Regions from separate parts of the Mus musculus genome. Here region 1 is linked to region 2. Evidence: chromatin contacts called from public Micro-C data. All regions are on one chromosome and are shown on one strand. The core of a region is the stretch at or near the end of the contact, and the rest is flanking DNA. Distances in the headings are between cores, read along the strand shown. Region 1 holds the start of Uncx (UNC homeobox). Region 2 holds the start of Hrk (harakiri, BCL2 interacting protein (contains only BH3 domain)).

Region 1 (3,995 bases), core at 150-2,649, about 21 Mb before region 2:
TTAACGCTGCTTTTTTTTTTTTTTTAATGAATACTGCTTCCTGACTCCTCATGAAATCGAATAACGAAGAGGTTGGGGAGGGAGGAATTTAATGGAGAAGAATCTTAAATTCAGATGCCCTTTTTTTTAAGCCCCCTCTTTTCCAATGTGTTAACCGCGAAAGTTTCCACCTACTCTCCCACAAATGCACCCCCCCAGCGGCTGTTTGTAAGACGATGGATAAATGCATGTTTCTATCTTAATATTTCACAAGCCAGAAATAAAGCAACAGATCTGTCAGCTTCGAGGATGGGAGAAAGCCTCTGTCAAGAGCGCCCAGGCCAGGGCCCACTTTGTCCCCTCCTGGAGGGCTTTTCGAGCCTCGGCAGCCTTTCCAGACTGTGCGCCGCGGCCGCAGCCAACCTACACCCGGCTTCCCCGAATCGAACGCAGTCACTGCAGTGGCTACTGGGGCGCCACCAGGATCTCTCCCCAATCACCTCGGCACTCTCAAGTTACTCACCTCCAGATGGGAGAAGGGGTTCAACCCTCATAATCCCCACCATGGCCAGCAGCGCGGAGCCTGAAACCACCTCCCCGCCACTTAGAACAAAGGTGGCCCTGCCTCACCGCGCTCTGCACGCCTAGTGCGGGATCTCGGACTCCTTGGGCGACACCAATCTTTACCTGAACTCGGGACTCGACCAGGTCCAGGCGCAGCGCCAGCGCCTCGCGCATAAACACGTCCGGGTAGTGGCTCTCATTGAACGCCTTCTCCAGCTCCTCCAGCTGCCAGCCGGTAAAGTTGGTGCGGGTGCGTCTCCGTTTGCAGCCGGGGCTCTCCTTGTCTGGATCCCCCGAGTCTGCGGGCATGCACAGGACGCTGCAAGGCTCAGCCACCTGGCAGATGCTTGTCCCGCTTGCACCCACCTCGGGTGCGGGGTGCACGGAGGAGTGGGTCGCTATTCTCCGACGGCCTGGTGCACCCCACCCCGAGGCCCCCCGTTGTGTTTCCCCGTGTCCCCGCCTCCAGCCTACCTGCAAGCTTGAAGGGCTGGCTTTCGCCGGCCACCCCGCAGGCAGCCGGCAGCAGCGGCGTGGGGTTGACCACCGAGGCGGCGGCTGCAGCGCACGAGCCGCTGAGCAGGCCGTCGATGGAGAAGGGCACCGAGGCCGCGGCAGCGGCGGCGGCGGCCGACTGCAGCTGGTGACCGGCCAGCTCGTACACGTGGTGGTGGCCCAGCGGGTAGGGGAAGCCCACCACGCCGCCCAGCGAGCCCCCGAACTGGGCATGCGGGTGCTCCAGGAGGCGACCGTCCATCATCTCGCGCGCGGGGCTGGCGGGGCGCGGGGGCGCGGACGGCGGCGGGGACAGGGGCCCGGAGCCCTACACATGCTTCGGCCCGCGCTCCGCCGCTTTACTTTATCAACATCAAGCTCTCGATAATTAGCCGCGGCCCGGGGAATTTGGGACCAATAAGAAGCGCTAATCGGCTCTGACGTCAGAGGCGTGCTGGGTGCAAGGAAACGTTTTCCATATCGATTGCTAATTATACCTGACACGCACCTCCATAAACAGTATCAGGAGCTGTCACAACAAGACGGGGTGGGGAGGGAGGGGCACCGCCGCGCTCGGCCGGCCGGGGGCCCCCGGCGAGCCCCCCACTCCTGCTCCCCGCCGCTCCCGCCCCTCGCCTCCTTCTAATAGATTTCCCTTTAAAACATTCGCCGGCGTGTTGTGGGGATTTTTCACCAGAAATGCTGTACTCTCTGAACCTTTAAAGTGATGTTGCTCCAATTACAGAGAGACATTGAGCGGCAAATAGACTGATCCAATAATGGGAGATTCATCATCCGCTCTTTCCGAAACTGTCACATTGAATTTAAAACTACAAGGGCTTCTCTACCAGCGGCCTCTCCCGGGCTGCGGGCTGCCGCGAGCGGCGGAGGGAGGAGGAGGGGGAGGAAGAGAGGAGGAGAGGAAGGGGAGAGAAGTGTCCCGACGAACTGGAAGACCAAGGGGAAGAAAGAGGAGGAAGAACAAGCCCAGGAGGGAGGGGGAGAAAGGAAAGGTTTGGGGGAGGAGGAGTGCAGAAAGAGAAAGGGAGGAAGGAGAGGAAGTGGATGGAGAGGAGGAAAGGATGGAGGGGAGGGGAGAAGAAGAAAGGGAGGAGAATGGAGGAGGAAGGAGAAGAAGTAATGGGGGAGAAAGGAAGGAGAGAGGAGTGGAACCAGAAGCGATGGAAGGACAGAGAGAAGCGAGAAGAGGAGAAGAGAAAGCGGGGAGGATAAAGAGAAGGGAGAATGAAAACGGAGAGTGGAGAGAAGGGGAGGAAGGAGGGGAACAAGGCAGAAAAAGAGAAGAAAGGGAGGGAAGTGGGACTAGATGGACGGAGAGACCAGAATGAAAGGGGGAGGGGAGAAAGGGAGAGGAGAGGAGGGGAAGGGGGGGAGAGAAGAACCTCCAAACAGTGATCCAGCCAAATGCGGCCCCCACCTATAAGGAGTCTAACCCGACGCCCTCCTCCTTGATTGGCAGTTACCCCATCAATATAGACAGGGTGGTGGCAGCTGGGGCACCCTAACCCCACTTAACTCCCACACATATGGGTCCTGGATGCCAGCCCAGAGGAGGAGGGAGCATGGAAGGAGGAAGGACAATGGTAACTTCAGGATAGTGACCAATGGCCCACGCATCCCTTCAAATAAATAAATAAATAAATAAATAAATAAATAAATCTCCCTCTGAGTCAGCTCTGAAGAATGGGTTGGAGGCACTAACCCATCTATTATAATTAAATTATGTTCGCAGTGAGATGCCATTCCCTTCTCCACTGTAAAATATTGATAGTCTCAAAAACTAAATCATTAGGGGACATATCCTTAAATAAGCCGCAAGCACGGACTGTGAGCAGAGGTGGACGCAGCCAGGATGGATGGGGATGGAGGATGGGGATGGGGGATGAGGGATAGGGATGGGGGATGGGGGAGGGGGATGGGGGATGGGGATGGGGGATGGGGATGTATCCTTTGTAAAAGCAAGTTTGTCACTGGAGAGATGGCTTTTTGCTGACTCTAAATTTGTAGGCAAAGTACTCTGACCGCCTGCCCCAGAAGGAAGCCTGATCATCACAACCCCAGGGCACAGTGACAAGTTTGCTTTGGCAAAAGTAAGGCCTAAGCAGGAAGAAATGGGACAGGCCAGAATGGTGTGTGCCATGTCTCTCTCTCTCTCTCTCTCTCTCTCTCTCTCTCTCTCTCTCTCTCTCTCTCTCTCTGTGTGTGTGTGTGTGTGTGTGTGTGTGTGTGCCCTGACCCACTGAGCTGGCAGAGAGGGAACCAGACTGCCCTTGGGGTGGTTCCCCCAACACTCATGTCCGGGCCTGGACCCCAGCCGGACTACAATCGGGCCTCGCTTCTAATCTACAGTGACTGGACTACCAAATTGGACTTAATTACTCCCTCCCTCTGTCTCTGAAGGAGCGGGGAATGTACAGAGTTGGAGACAGGCCTGGAGGTGGGGGGACCCCTCTCCCCGTGACACTAGAAGGGCGCTGCAAGGGTTAATCCCGAGGTCAAGGGCCAAGAGCACTACTTTTCGCTATAATTTAATTTCTTTCGCTATAAATACTACACGTAAACGCTGCCCATCCGGCTCGATTTTGCCCGTGGCCACTGCCGCCTGCTTTTCTGTCGCACTCGCGATCTGGAATGCGCCCGGCGCGTGCTTCGGAATACAGAGCTGTGATCAATCCAGCCCGAGGGGAGGGCAGCAGAGGGGGCGGGCGCCGGCCCCGCTCCTCGCCCATCTCTCTTTATTATAATGAATTAATTCGACTTTATTTATCCCATTTTCTGGAGCTGACAGAATGTTAATTTGAGTTGAAATTTCGCTCGCCTCTCACTCTCTGACCCCTGGCCTTCAGATTGGCGTGTTGTAATAACCTGAATCTTTCAACAGAGGCCCTGATAATTGTTACCTTATTAGCATGCAAATTGTTTAATTAATATTATTA
Region 2 (3,678 bases), core at 47-2,546:
CTCGGACTGGTGCAGTTCTACTGCGTGTGTTTACTGGGGCTGGCAGCGATTGTGGTGGCTTACGTCCTTCTAAAACCACTATGCTGCAGAGGAAGGAGGAGGAGAGAGAAGAGGGAGAAAGGAGAGAGGGGACAGTGAGGAGAGAGAGAAGGGGGGGAGAGAGAGAGAGGTGGAGAAGGAAGGGGGGACACGGGGTAGTGGGAGAGGAGAGAGAAAGCAGACTGGAGAAAGGGAAAACAGGAGAAAGTGGAAAGGCAGAGGAGAGCTACACAAGGGGAAGAATAACGTGAGCCAGGGGATTGGAGAAAGAAGAGAGTGAAAACACTGAAGAGAGATGAGAGTGAGGGAGAAGAGAGAGGAGTGGGGAGGGGGGGGAGAGTGAAGACAGAACAGAGACAGGGGAGCGGGAGGAGAGGGGGAGGAGGTAAGGAAAAAGAGGAGAGAGAGAGGGAAAGGAAAGGGAGAGGAAGGAGAAGGGGAGGAGGGAAGGAAAAAGAGGAGAGAGAGAGGGAAAGGAAAGGGAGAGGAAGGAGAGAGGGGGAGAGAGTGGAGATGGAGAGTGGAGGGAAAGAAGAGAGGAGAGAGATGAAGGAGGGAAGGAGAGAGGGAGAGAGAGGAAGGAGGGAGGAAGAGAGAGAGGGAGAGAAGAGAGAGGGGGAAGGAGAAGGGAGGAAGAGAAGAGAGAAAGGAGAGAGGAACAGAGGGAGGAGGAGAGAGAATGAGGGAAGAGAGGGAGGGAGAGGGAGAGAGAGAGAGAGAGAGAGAGAGAGAGAGAGAGAGAGTAGGGGGGATGAGGCGGAGCAGATACTCGGGGTCTGGATAAAGAGGGACAGAGGGCAAGCGAAGAGTAGGAGACCGGGTCCGCTGTTCCTCGCCGAGGAGCCCTGGCTCCCGCTGTCGCTGTCGCTCTCCCGCCCGCTTGCCCGCGTACCTGTTGCTCGGTCCGGGCTGGGTCTCGGCTCCGGTCCCCCCCACCAAGAAGGCCCCGCGCGCGCCGCCTACGCGCTCCGCCTGCCGAGCAGCCAGGCCGCCAGCGCCGCCACCTGCGCGGCCGCGCACAGCCAGGGCCAGCGGGCGCGGAGCGCGGGCAGCAGCGCGGGCAGCGGGTCCCGGGGCCGCGCGCGACGCCGCATGGCGCGTCGGTGCAGCTCGTCGCCCAGCGCCTGCAGCCGCAGCGCGGTCACCTGCGCCGCCGCCCAGCGCAGCCCGGGGCGAGCGTCGCCGCAACCGCACACGGCCGGGGGCCCGCGGCCGCGATGCCGGGGACACGGGCACATGGCGTGCGGAGGAGCCTCCCTGGACCCCAAGTTTCGCCCTTCACCGCGCGTTTGTTGTGCTGACGGCGCTATTATTAATTAAAGTGTCACATGGTGGAGGGGGCGGGGAGGGCGCGGGGAGGGGGTTACATCATCCGGCCCGGGGGGTGGGGAGTGTGTGCAGGAGAAAAAGCCGAGAGGTAACTTTTAACCCTCGAGACGCCGGCAGGGCGGGGACAGGCAGGGATGCGGGGCTTCGGGAATGCTGGCCCGGGGTCCGCTGTTTCGCTTCCCGGGCTGCGGGAGGCTCCAGCTCGGAGATAGCCTGGAAAGCCAGCTCGGTGCGCACTGTGAATTGAGCTCCGGGAGAATTCGGCCGTAATGCGAAAAGATCCCCGGGCTGTTGTGTGGCCTGGGTGGTGGGAGGCAGGGTTCAAGCCGACTTGCCCTGTTTCGGGACAGCCTCCGCACCTGTCAGCCTCCGGGTGGGTGCACACATTCCTGACACGCGTTCGCACCCCCTTCTGGTGACCTGACTTAAGCGCACCCCGGGGTGGGAGCCTGAACCCTGAAATGAAGGCGGGGGACCCGGGATGGGTTGGACTCCAACTTGGGCGAGTCGCCTTTGCACTCAAGACATCTCCCCACCCCCCACCCCCCACCCAAGAACGTGGTTCTAGAGAGAAGTTCTTGCAGCCTGCTTACTTTGTAGGCTTTATCTTTTCAAACGGGGTCAGAGTTTGCTGGCGACCCTGTAAGGCTTTGCCTTGGTGCCCAGTGAGGTTACCTAACCCAAAGGAAGACCAATCCAGTTTTGCTCCAGCTCCAGCCTGGGAAGTCCTCTGGGGAGGGTGCCGACCAGTGAGGAGGCTCCTGGGACTCCTTAGGGTGCTAGAGAGACCCGCCCACCATGTCCAAGCCACTGGATTTTGGACAGCTTTGGGATTGGGGCCTGAAGGAGCAGGGAAGTGGTCCATATACAACCTGGTCCATATAGTGGTTTCAGGCCAGCCACAGTTACAGAGAGAATCCTTTATTTAAAAACCCCAAAGAGTCAGGGATGCCTCTGTGGGTAAAGGTGCTTGCAACCGAACCTGATGACTTAATTTCAGTCCTGTGAATCCGTGTGTTCCAAAGACAGAAATCTGATACCCACAGATTGTCCTCTGACCTCCATATGTACTACCCTATGTGTATGCACATAAGATAGATAGATAGATAGATAGATAGATAGATAGATAGATAGATAGATAGATAGATAGATAGGAGATAGACAGACGTATTCAAACAGAAAACAAGTCGAGCAGTGGTTGTACACGCCTTTAATCCCAACACTTGGGAGGCAGAGGCAGGCAGATTTCTGAGTTCGAGGCCAGCCTGGTCTACAGAGTGAGTTCCAGGACAGCCAGGGCTACACAGAAAAACCCTGTCTCAAAAAACCAAAATAAATAACTAAAACCCAAAAGATAAGAAACTATGAACTCACCTTTTTGGAGTTCTGTGATGTTATTGTGACTTTCCTTTTGTTTCAAAAACTCTGCTACGGTGTAACCAGAAGCTCTCCTGCCTCATCCTCCTGACCACCAAATGACAGGAGGACTCTGCAGCTTGACTGACTTTCAGCCACATCAATGGGCTACGGGCTCCCTTGGAAGCTTGGTGAGGTGACTGTCAGAGCTCAGCATAGCCCAGCTGTGTGCTTTTGGTGACCCTCGCCCCCACCCAGTGGGCAGTCACTGTGCCCTTACTACCCACACTACAGAGTACCTTCCATGCCAGCTGCCTGCCAAGGTCCTGGCCTGTGCTCCTACAGAGACTCTTTCGGTGTCCTGTTTTTCAACATGAGGAAGCCAAGGCCCAAGTCCATGAGGCCTCTTGCCCAAGATAGGGGTTAGTACAAAGCAAAGGCTGGCTCTGAACCAGGGCACCCAGTAGCAGGCACAAAACTCTAGCTATGGCTTGACACTGGACTCTGTATTCTGAGACTGATAATACCTCCCTCCCAGGACCGGGGCCCAGATTAAATGAAAGAACCCTGTGCCAAGCGCCTGGCACGCATCGGGCTCAAATAAACCTCCGTCCCCTCTGATTCTGGCCAGAACTCCTTCCCCATCTCCCGGGACTCCCCCTCCCTAATCCCAGCCATCCTTAACAGAGGGGCAGCTGAACCATTGCCCGAGTGTAGTGGTCCAAGATTGAAGATACAGTGTCTATTTAAAAAGCCCTTTGGATTTAAATTGAACAATCCCCCCTCCCTTTTAATCTCCACGCTTTTAACGGCTCACTTCATGGACATTAATTTTAATGGGACGATTATTACCCTGTTTGGAAGCCTGCCCCTCGAAATGCTGGGCTCACAAGGTGGCACTGGGTTGGCTCCCAGCAGCTTGGACTTTTTTTTTTTTTTTTTTTTTTTTTTTTT

Evidence for each region. A called contact is a pair of places that touch in the nucleus more often than the background predicts.
Region 1: a contact with region 2 is called in a Micro-C map of embryonic stem cells, with 11 times the contacts expected there. The contact joins the promoter of Uncx here to the promoter of Hrk in region 2. A contact is called at or near these places in 1 of 39 promoter capture datasets (embryonic stem cells) and 3 of 484 Hi-C or Micro-C datasets (all in embryonic stem cells).

What each region holds. Positions count from the first base shown.
Region 1 is chr5:139,541,302-139,545,296 of GRCm38.p6, reverse strand. Uncx (UNC homeobox) reads right to left here and starts at 1,399. Exons shown (of 3, transcript NM_013702.3): 1 at 1,018-1,399; 2 at 667-842. The coding sequence starts at 1,303. It overlaps 4930500L23Rik (RIKEN cDNA 4930500L23 gene), which reads right to left. Exons shown (of 4, transcript NR_040701.1): 4 at 3,958-3,995.
Region 2 is chr5:118,167,382-118,171,059 of GRCm38.p6, reverse strand. Hrk (harakiri, BCL2 interacting protein (contains only BH3 domain)) reads right to left here and starts at 1,296. Exons shown (of 2, transcript NM_007545.2): 1 at 932-1,296. The coding sequence starts at 1,277. The coding sequence ends at 999.